2 separate regions of the Mus musculus genome follow, and region 2 is linked to region 1. A link is a contact called in public promoter capture Hi-C data. All regions are on one chromosome and are shown on one strand. Each heading gives the region's core, a stretch centred on a gene start, on an enhancer-like site or on the middle of the called end of the contact. The rest is flanking DNA. Distances are from core to core; before and after follow the strand shown. Region 1 holds the start of Fkbp4 (FK506 binding protein 4). Region 2 holds the start of Clec2m (C-type lectin domain family 2, member m).

The links. Promoter capture Hi-C pulls out the DNA fragments that hold promoters and counts their contacts.
Region 2: a contact with region 1 is called in a promoter capture Hi-C map of pre-B cells, with 4 times the contacts expected there. The contact joins the promoter of Clec2m here to the promoter of Fkbp4 in region 1. A contact is called at or near these places in 1 of 39 promoter capture datasets (pre-B cells) and 1 of 115 datasets of contacts at active chromatin or transcription factors (large pre-B cells).

The regions. Positions count from the first base shown.
Region 1 is chr6:128,436,174-128,441,402 of GRCm38.p6, reverse strand. It overlaps Fkbp4 (FK506 binding protein 4), which reads left to right and starts at 2,747. Exons shown (of 10, transcript NM_010219.4): 1 at 2,747-2,997; 2 at 4,689-4,833. The coding sequence starts at 2,893. Gm10069 (predicted gene 10069) reads right to left here and starts at 2,646. Exons shown (of 5, transcript NR_028593.1): 1 at 2,016-2,646; 2 at 1,707-1,888.
Region 2 is chr6:129,328,338-129,333,766 of GRCm38.p6, reverse strand. It overlaps Clec2m (C-type lectin domain family 2, member m), which reads left to right and starts at 1,986. Exons shown (of 5, transcript NM_199034.4): 1 at 1,986-2,272; 2 at 2,733-2,819. The coding sequence starts at 2,203.

The DNA.
Region 1 (5,229 bases), core at 1,498-3,997:
TGCAGTGCTCCATGCCCTTACTGCAGTGCTCCATGCCCTTACTGCAGTGCTCCATGTTCCTACTGCAGTGCTCCATGCCCTTACTACAGTGCTCCATGCCCTTACTGCAGTGCTCCATGTTCCTTCTGCAGTACTCCATGCTCCTACTGCAGTGCTCCATGCCCTTACTGCAGTGCTCCATGTTCCTACTGCAGTGCTCCATGCCCTTACTACAGTGCTCCATGCCCTTACTGCAGTGCTCCATGTTCCTTCTGCAGTACTCCATGCTCCTACTGCAGTGCTCCATGCCCTTACTGCAGTGCTCCATGCCCTTACTGCAGTGCTCCATGTTCCTTCTGCAGTACTCCATGCCCTTACTGCAGTGCTCCATGTTCCTACTGTAGTGCTCCATGCCCTTACTGCAGTGCTCCATGTTCCTTCTGCAGTACTCCATGCTCCTACTGCAGTGCTCCATGCCCTTACTGCAGTGCTCCATGCCCTTACTGCAGTGCTCCATGTTCCTACTGCAGTGCTCCATGCCCTTACTACAGTGCTCCATGCTCCTACTGCAGTGCTCCATGCTCCTTCTGCAGTGCTCCATGCCCTTACTGCAGTGCTCCATGTTCCTACTGTAGTGCTCCATGCTCCTACTGCAGTGCTCCATGCCCTTACTACAGTGCTCCATGCCCTTACTGCAGTGTTTCATGCTCACCGCCATCCCCACACACATCACATTATAGCAGTGGCCATCACCTATCCACTTACCACTGGAAGCCAAGTGCTGCACTAGACACACCGGAACATTCCCTCCTTTGTAACCACTGGGTCACCCTATTGACAGGACTCACAGACAAAACCTGCCCCAGTTTTGACAGCTATACTGCAAGGTGAGCCAACCCTTTGCTTATTGCTAACCAATAAGAGCTGTCTATCATAACCTTAGGTAACTTTGTGCCCGCAGTCTGCAGGCACTGAGTGCTGGTGCTGAGTGCTCCACTGGGAGGTGCTCATGAGATCAAAGGAGTTAGGCCTCCAACAATGCTGTTCTCAGGGAAGAGACACAAACTCACTGCTAATACTTTCTCCATCACAACTTGCTGTGCCAGATAACACCCAAAGACCATAATCAGCAGGTACCTATGTGAGCACCAGAAAGATAAGTACCATGTGCAAGGCAGTGGTATACAAAGGCTCCATTCACTACCAAGAGCCTTCACTACCAGAGTAGCCACACACACACCCCACATATTCTCTGGCAGTGTCTCTAGCCACCTAACAAATCAGACCATGGTTAAACTCATGAGACTATAAATTGCTGGAAAGAGTAGCTTACTTCTACAACCCATTTGTTTGGTTCCATCAGAAGGGACTACAATAAAATACCTAATATACTTAAACCATCATAATAAGGGTTATTATTATTTCACTTCTTTGGGAGGGATAATAGGGCACAAGTGTGGATGTCAAAAGACAACTTTGAAGGGGTTTTCTCAATACTGTGGGTGTTAGGGATAAAACCCAGGTCTAAAGACTTTCAAAAGCACCAACATCCACTGAGCCATCTCGCAGGCACCATATAATAACTAGCTTATTGCCTACTTAAACGCCATCACTTGCGTTGGACCACGAACAGCACCATGCTGGGCACACAGAGACAAAAAGTTCATTACACTGGAATGAAAACTCGCAAAGCCAATAATACAATAGGCAGGTCTGATAGCACTCACCAGGCTGTATAACTGGGTACTAAACTGCTGGGCAGAGTCAGGACCTCTCCAGACAGATCTTCCATCAAGCCAGCACTGTTCCGGTAATCAGAACTTCATGGTTTTAGCCACACAGACTCAGAACTCCACAGGCATCTCATAGGAGCAGCGAGCAGGTTGAGAAAACCTTCCTTCCTATTCACCTTTAGTAAAGAGGGGGAAGGGGGAAAAAATTTTTTTTTCGCGTGAGCTGAAACCATTTTGTGTGCCAGTACTAACCAAAAAAGGCTGATTAGTATGGTGGGAGAAAAGGAATTTTAACACACGTACCTCCACTTACAAGTCTATGGCTCTTATAAATCTGCTCATGGCATTTTTGCGGTGGGCCTGCCAGGCTGCAGGGAGGGCAAAGTTGTGTCCGATCTGTGCACCTGGGCTGAAACTGTCCCTACGGGGCCCACACTTTCAATCCCTCGACCTCTCTTTCCCACACTGCTCAGGTGCCCACGCCTGGAACCATGGGCATCTGTGGCACAATCACGGGAGGCCGATCTTTGCCACTTCACATCTGACTGCCTGTCTCCAGCTATTCCGCTGTGGGCCTGGGTGAGCAGGGCCGGCCACGAGGCAGGCCCGGACTTGGGAGGCTCGCCACTTGGAGTCCTGAGGATAGAGAAGGATCTGGAAAAATCGCTTAGACGCGGGCAGAGGGGTGGGGTAAGGGTGGGGGTGGGGCGGAACGACATAGGGAAGATTGTGATCCCAGAGGTCCTGGTGTAGGAGGAGGGCACTCCTAGGGGCCATCAACCAGAAAAGCAAATCTTAACAAAAACGACACAAACAAACAAAAAAACCAAACCACTCCAGTACCCTCAGTCCAAGAGCCTCAACCCGTTTAACCGCTTCTCTAGAAAGTTCTCCGCTCCCGCCCCTTTGCAGCCCGCTCGTGCCGCTCCTCCCTGCCCCGCCCCCGAGGCGGAGGGGACCAATTGCAGGCCGGGCCGCGCCAGGCCCGCCCCTCGGCGTCACCCCACTCGGCCGCCGCCGGCGAGCGCGCGGATAGCCGGGTGCGCGAGCCTGGAGCGCGGTTCGAGGTGGGCAGCGCCGCCTTCCGCCGCACGCCGCCCCGTCGCTCACTCCGGTCGGCGGCCAGAGTGCCGTGCTCGCGCTTGCCACACTCTCGCAGCCAACGGTGCGCCCAGCGGCCATGACCGCCGAGGAGATGAAGGCGGCGGAGAACGGGGCGCAGTCGGCGCCCCTGCCTCTCGAAGGAGTGGACATCAGCCCCAAACAGGACGAGGGCGTGCTCAAGGTGAGGGGCCGCGGAGTCCTCGGCTGCAGGCTCATGGGCCTTGGGGGTACCGCGGCCGGAGGATGGGGGGGATTCGTCTTCCCTGCGCAGGCTGCAGCCCTGAAAACGGCACGGCGGCTGCACGCTCCGGAGGGTGCGGCCCGGGTCCGGGAAGAAGCCCCCACTGCAACGCCAACTCGATCCGGCTGCACTGTGCGGCTGAGAGGGGCGGAGCGGAGCGCGAGAGCCGCTGCCAGGGGGCCCGGGCGGGGTGCACGAGGCTCGGGCGCGCCGAGGGACTCAGGCCTCGCCTCCCGGGAACCCCTCGGCCGCAGCGTGCGCCGTCCACCTGGACGAAGGTGCGCCAGGGCTCGCCCACTTGAAAGTTAAACATTAGCTAGGACCTGAAACGGCTCCCGGGAGCAGGTTCCTGGCCCAAAGCCCTTTGTGCCTTTCTGCGCCCCTTTTGCAATCGCCGAGATCCAGCGAGGTCACGGGCTCGGCCATGCTGTGCCCCCTTTCTCGGCCCGGGGAGAGCGAGAGCGATGCATGCCGGGACCTGTAGTTCCTCGCCTGCCCCTCCTGAGTCTTTCTGAGTTGGGGGGTACTGGGTGCTGGCCATGGGGGGAGGTGCATTGCCTTAGAGCCAGCGGCTCACTAATCGCCTGACTGCAAATAGCCCGAGGAGCGAGGGGGAGGGCGCCCTGACCCGGGTCGGGACAATGGACGCCGTTTCAGAGCAGGTTCTGCCAGCAGTCCAGGACGGTGAAATCCTAACCTGCATTGCATGTCTCCCTGCATCCATTGTTTCTCCTCCGTGAGTCCCATTGCTCAGTTTCTAGTGTGTGTGGCTTGTGCAAACCAGAGACCTTAGGGAGCCTCGTTGGTCCAGAAATGCTCCTGGCTTTTTACCTCAACTCTTGCTGCTCCCCGTGAACATGTGGCCCTTTCTCCTTTGCGCTAGGTTCTGATTCCCAGACGGGGTCTGTTCCTCTTTTATCCTCCATTCCTTCGCGGGGCCCTGTACATTCTTATCAAGGAAGCCTTAGAGGATGGGTTCCATATCTACCTATTGGCTCTCCTATGGGGTCACCATATATAAGAATGTTAAGCAGAAATAGACGCCTGCCTATACACGCAGGAGAGATAAAGGACTCCTTGGCTTGCCAGACAGGTAGTTTCCCTTCCCACATGTAGTTTCCAGCGCCTGATACAGAGCCTTTGTGCTCGGCTGTAATCTGGTCCTTCCTTTTTCCCAGTTTTGAGGGGATCTTTTTCTTTTCATTACTCCTGTTCCTTTCTATTCAAACCAGACCCTGATCTGGTGATCCACTACTTTCTATCAGGTTTTTGTTTTTATTTTTGTTTTCCCCCAAACACCTCTGGAGGATAGGGGTTGTCCTCAATGCCTGACCGATAAGTTCTGGATAGTTTAGCAACTTGTCCAAAACCATAGACAAAACTTGAACCCAAATTATATGCAGTTCTCTAAAGCAAGACCTGGAGGGAGATGGCTAGGGAGGTTAGTTGAATCTAAGCTAATCACTGGTATCCATCATTTGAAGACTAAGCTCTCGGACCTGCTGAAAAGAAGCAGGGGGCAGTGGGTGCAGCCGAGTCCATCCAGTATGTGTCTTTGGGGGGCTTATGGGCAGTTGGGGCCCTTCTGCCCACATCCTTAGGTACTCACCTTCTCTTCCCCTCCCCCCCAGGTCATCAAGAGAGAGGGTACAGGCACAGAGACACCCATGATCGGGGACCGAGTCTTTGTCCACTACACTGGCTGGCTGCTAGATGGCACAAAGTTTGACTCCAGTCTGGACCGCAAGGACAAATTCTCCTTTGACCTGGGAAAAGGTAGGCTTGGTTAGTGGGTTGGCAGGATAGATAGGCTCCGAAGTTGATAGCAGCTGTCACAAGAAAAAGTGACGTTCCCAGCCAAGCTGGAGCTGGGCTCAGCACTGCTTACCTATGTTTCCAGCGACCAGAGATTGAGGCAAGCCTTGAGCCAGTAGTAGTTCAAGCCAGCCTTGGCAAAAAAGCACAAACTAGCCCTCACAAAAGAAAAGGCCACCAGAAGGAAGCTTAAGAAGGAATGGCCACAGCCGGGCGTGGTGGCGCACGCCTTTAATCCCAGCACTCGGGAGGCAGAGGCAGGCGGATTTCTGAGTTCCGAGGTCAGCCTGGTCTACAGAGTGAGTTCCAGGACAGCCAGGGCTATAGAGAGAAACCCTTCCTCGAAAAAAAAAAAAA
Region 2 (5,429 bases), core at 737-3,236, 890 kb before region 1:
CCAACTGTGAAATTGCCTCTGATGCCAGGACAGTAAAGGGGACGTTGCCAGGCAACAGACTTTACTCCAGACCAAGTTCCAATATTGCCACAAGCCATTGCAGACCCTGTTCAAGCATTATATAACATCATGTACTTTTAATTAATTCACCTCCAAGGAACTGGAATCTAAATATCACACACTCTTAACTATCAAAAACAAGCTGTCTCTAATTGGTGTGTAAAACATTGAAATATTCATTCTGAAATAATTCATTTCAAAATCTGACTGTAGGAAAACACGAGCCAGATGAAAGGAGTATGGCACAAAAGATGAGTGACATAAAGACTTAAAATAATATGTTTAGAGTAATCATGGAACATTTCCTTATTAGATAAAAGAGCAAAACCGTTTAGAAGACATCATTTTACTTTTGAAAGTTATTTATAAGGTTAATATATATTTTTAATTCTCTCCTATTTTCACTTTTCCAACAGAAAATGACAGTTGTGAGATTGCGGTGAAGGAAGACTCACTAGCAGTAACTCTCAGTCGTGCTCACAAAGGACTTGGCATTACAAGCCCTGGATAGGCCAGCCACAGCATGAAGGACCCTGAGCTGTCAGGTTCTTGAGTTCCCTTGACTCAAGATGCCCTTCCATTAGGACACTGTCCCACCTCAGACCTTTGTCATTCCTGAGCCCTCATGACTCCCGATGCCCTTTCACTGGGACACCTTCTCCCTTTAGAGCTTTATTGGTTCCTGGGCTTCTGAGTCCCAGGATACCCTCCCATCCGAGTAGAAACGCTTACCCCCAAAGACCTGCACCTCCCTAGTATTGACATTATGAAAGCATCATGATACCACACCTAGCTTTATTTACTTGGGTTCTGAGGATCAAACTCTGGCCCTCATGTTTCAGAGGTGAGCATTTCACCAAAGGCATGTACCTGCACTGTGCAGGGGCCCTTCTGCTTACCCTTGTGCTTCTGAGGGTTTTCCAGCAACCATCTCTGTGTGGTAAAGGGGCTAAAGAAAGACCCTGATCCTGACCAGACCCCAAGACCAAGGCAAAAAACACAGAATCCCACCAATTCTCAGCTTGCCACAGAAACTCACCAATTGGTGATAATAAAAAAAAAAAATCAATCCCTGCTCCCTCCACCCCACTCCCCAATCTCAGGACTTGAAATCCCACCAAAATCTTGACCTTGGAAAAAACTCTGCTCCACAAGAAACACTGCATAAACCCTGCCTTTGGCTCAGTTCCCTGCTGGAAACAGAGCAGAAGCAGCCACTCTGATGGGTTTCTCCCTTTCTCCCCTGAGTAGCTTTTGGTGAGAAGGTTTTATCACAGCAACAGAAAAGCAAACTTAGACAGTTAACAATCTTCTTATATCAGATTTTACAGATGTGTGGCACCACATATAAAATATGGGCATGCTGATGTTTCTTATGTTTGAATTACAATGGAATTTAAATATTCCTTAATCCGATCTTTCAATTCCCCAATACAAGATGAAGAATGGTTTCAGTGTTTGGGGGAAATTAAAGATAACAAAAAAGTATAATTCCTTCTTCAATTACGGGAATCTGTAGGCATGATTCCAGCTTCTGTAGGAATACATCATTCTGAGCTTCTGCAAAGAGGATAGTACCTGTGTAGGAAACAAACCTTAATTTACCATGAGTTTACTTTGCCAAGTTTCACAATACAATTCACCGGACCGTTGGAAGTAAAGAGAAAGCGATTAAAAGCAAAGTAAAACTGGATGTGGGGCTCAAAGATCAAGAAAGGATAAGTGTGATTTACAGTTAGTTCAAACAACTCTAAAGTTACACGGGCTTTATCAGATAGTTTACACGGGAGACACTATACAAAGACCAGGGAAGGGGAAGTCTTGACTGGATAGCTGAAGGGAGAGGATGCTAATCAGGCTTCCCCATGGCGACCAGCAGCCAATCAGGGCAGCTAGCGAGACACCCGTTGGAGCGTGCTACCGTTAGAGGACAGGGCCAGTGAGATGTCTTGTGGCCCATCATGCAGAACCATCACGCTGGAGTGGTGCTATCTCTCCCATCTATCAATCTTGCTCTAGTCTTGATTCCAAAGAAACTCAGCCCTCCGAGTCTAGAGCTTTGAAGACAACGGATACAACTATCAGTTCTCCTTTCCGCTTAAGAATTTTCTCAATCTCTGTAGTCACTGGAGCACCATTTCTATGCAGACCGACACTTCACCCAGACTACCTCAGACAAGCCATGAACGCAGGCATCACAGGTTAATGTTCGGTAAGGAGATGACTGGGTTTCATTGAAAGCTAAGACTGGTAGCCTCTGCCTGTGAGGCAGAGGTGAACTTTAAGAAAAAGTGGCCATCATCAACAAAGGCTCAAGACTAAAAGTGAAGATGATACACTCCCGCTCCACCCTCCTCACAACAGAAGACATTTTATTAAAACCAAACCAAACCAAACCCACCCACCCGCGCCCCCCCCCCAAAGCCACAAAAGGTGGGGGACTGTGTTTTTGTTCTTCAAGCTTTGCTGGAGAGTGTTTTGCCCAGCTCTTGGAAGTGACAAAGTACTGTACAGACAAAAGCCAAAGTCACACCTGAGTGCCTTTTCCCTTTTCCTAATAGATCAATGGCTGAGTTGTGTATAGGATACAGAGATTATGGCTTTTTTAATGGAGGTTTTGTTTGCTTGTTATTTTTCTCTGGTAGTGACCTGTCTGCTTGCTTTATGTACAGATGCGAAGAAAGTGCTGACCCTTTGGACCCTGCTAGGAGGTGCTGTTGCTGTTCTTCTTTGGGGGTTTTTCAGTTTTCCTAGAAAATGTAAGTGATCAATTTCTACTAAAAACACTTGATAGTGGTATTGGCTATTCAGCCTGACCCCTCCACCTGCTTTACCTCCTAGATTAGTCTATTGATAAATATGTATTACATTTAAACAGAGTACCAGCTGGGATATTTTCCTGAAAAAAAAAATAGATTAGATTTGTTTCTAGAGGACTTGCTATGCATAAATTCATTCTATTTGAAGCAGGAGGAAGGAGGGTTCTGAGTCAGGGTGATCAAATAAAGCTTTATGAAGAGCTGGGTGTATGTGGTCAACGGTAAGATCTTGTAAGGCACCATATTTGTGTCAAAATTGTGTCAGCTATAGTGGTGGTGGGGAGGGGCAAGCAAAGTGGGGTATGCTAAGCTGCATTTGTTAACTCAGGGCCACAGGTGCATGGAACCCTGATTCCAGCTTTACTCTAATAGAAGCAATGGGTGGGAGACGAGCCCACCCACCGTTACCACCACACGGACTCTCCAGACAGTGAAGTGTTCAGGTTCTACTGAAGATCCTATATCCTCTTACTCTGTCATCAGGCTCTCCTCTCTCATAGGCCATTGCTGTTCACACTCCACTGCAGCATCTTCATCAGCAGCACAGTAGATCATAACTTAGTTCATTAGCCCCTACTCTTCCTTTGCATAGTGTTTATGGTTACTGCTTAATTCAGAAACCTTGAAATGTGTTCTTTGCTTATCTTCTCTCTCCCCTCCCTGCCAGTCTGCCTTCCTCCTCTCCATCCATCCTTCCTTTTCTTTCTGGGCTGTCATGTAGTCTAAGCATATGGCCTGCCATTAGATTACATCTCCAGCTCAAAGTACTTGGTTTTTATTGGGTTTGGTTTAGTTTTCCATGAGGACAATTGGTGTTTGGAGCTGGACCCAGGGCCTTGTGTATGCTAAGCTCTACCTTGAAGCAACACCCCAGGACCTGGCCTCTCTAATATTGAATCCACTCTGATCAGGTTTCTGCTTCAGCTTTTCTCATGAAACCTGTAGTCAAATTTAGCAAATTCTCCAGCGTTGCCATCACTCCCTTCATCTTATTTGATGAACCACATTCATTTTTTAAAAAAATATTTTTCTCTTTAAAAATCTCATACTATTATACAATATATTTAGATCGTTTCCATCTCCCCTGTACCATCCGCAATGGCTCCCTCCCAAGTTCTCACCCTTCATTCTGCTGTTGTTAACCCTCTAGCATTTGTAACCATGTCTACAAAGGAGAGTCATTTCCTCCCTCTGCAAGGATCTGCTGTCAGTCCAACAAGGATGGGGCTTGCAAGGGAGGGCCTCCCCATTCATGCTGAAATTTCTACTGGTTTGCTATTGATAAAAGTCTCTTCAAGGCAGGTAGTGGTGGATCTAGCCACAGATCACTGGCCAATCTAGCAAGTATAAATAACTGTGAGCCCTCAGCTTTGAATGAGTCATCTGTACTATCCTTCCCCATCCAAATTCAGAGAACATCAAGGAAGAGTAGAAACTATGTGACCCTGATGCATGAGAAAGAGAGCTGTGAGCTGGTGACCTCAGTAGAACAGGTGGCTACATCAACTCCCTGCAACTGCAGATCTTCAATCTCATTTTATACCTCCTCCTGAAAAGTAATTCCATTTTGGCCTTCAAGCCCATACACTCCAACTGTTTGTCTCCTGCCTACATCACCACTGGCTTTATTTCCTTTGTTCATTTCTTCTTTTCCCTCCACTCTTGCTGGCCTCAGTGTTTGAACATGTCTCTTCATGTATCCAATCTTTGAAGCATTGTTGGACACTCAGTCTTCTGAACTAGTCTTGGACCTTTATCACATAAATATGTCTCCAATCTTGGACACTTCCTTGAATTTAATCATTTTAAACCAATCTAGCCACTTTTATTAACTAATAAATATTTCAAACTAAATCATGGTCATTCTGTGAAATCTGTGTGTGTGTGTGTGTGTGTGTGTGTGTGTGTGTGTGTGTGTGTGTGTTATAGAGAGAGAGAGAGAGAGAGAGAGAGAGAGAGAGAGAGAGAGAGAGAGAGAGAGAGAATGTATCACAGTAGAATCCAGAAGTCAACCTTGGATGTCTTTCTTCTTCAGGAGTCAGGACTCATCCACCTTGTTTTTTGTTTTATTTTTTGAGAAAAGGACCCTCAGTAGTTCCTGTGTTCCAGTGCCTGCCAGGGACCTGCGTTTCCACTGCTGGAATTATAAGAGAGTTTCACCATATCCAACTTTTTCTGTGAATTCTAGAGATTTAGCTTAGGTTGCCACACTTTAATTGCAAATAGTGTATTAACTGAGCTGCAGCCTCAGTGTCTGAACTGCTCAATGGTCTCTCTTCTCTCACATCCTTCATCCGGGATCTTCCTTGTCTCAGGGAACAGTGAGTATATTCTTCCAACTTCAAAGTCAAAAACTTACTTTCTTTTACCTCCTTTTGACTTTCCAAATATAATTAGTAAATTATGCCCATTCTTGCCCTGAGGCAGATGTGAACTCTTTCCATTCTCCCTCCAGTTAACAGGACTGGATCACCTTTTATTCTCTGATGTCTCTCTTCTACCCTTGATCTCTTAAAGCAGTCGCCAGTGGTTTTATTAATGAGAGTTTTG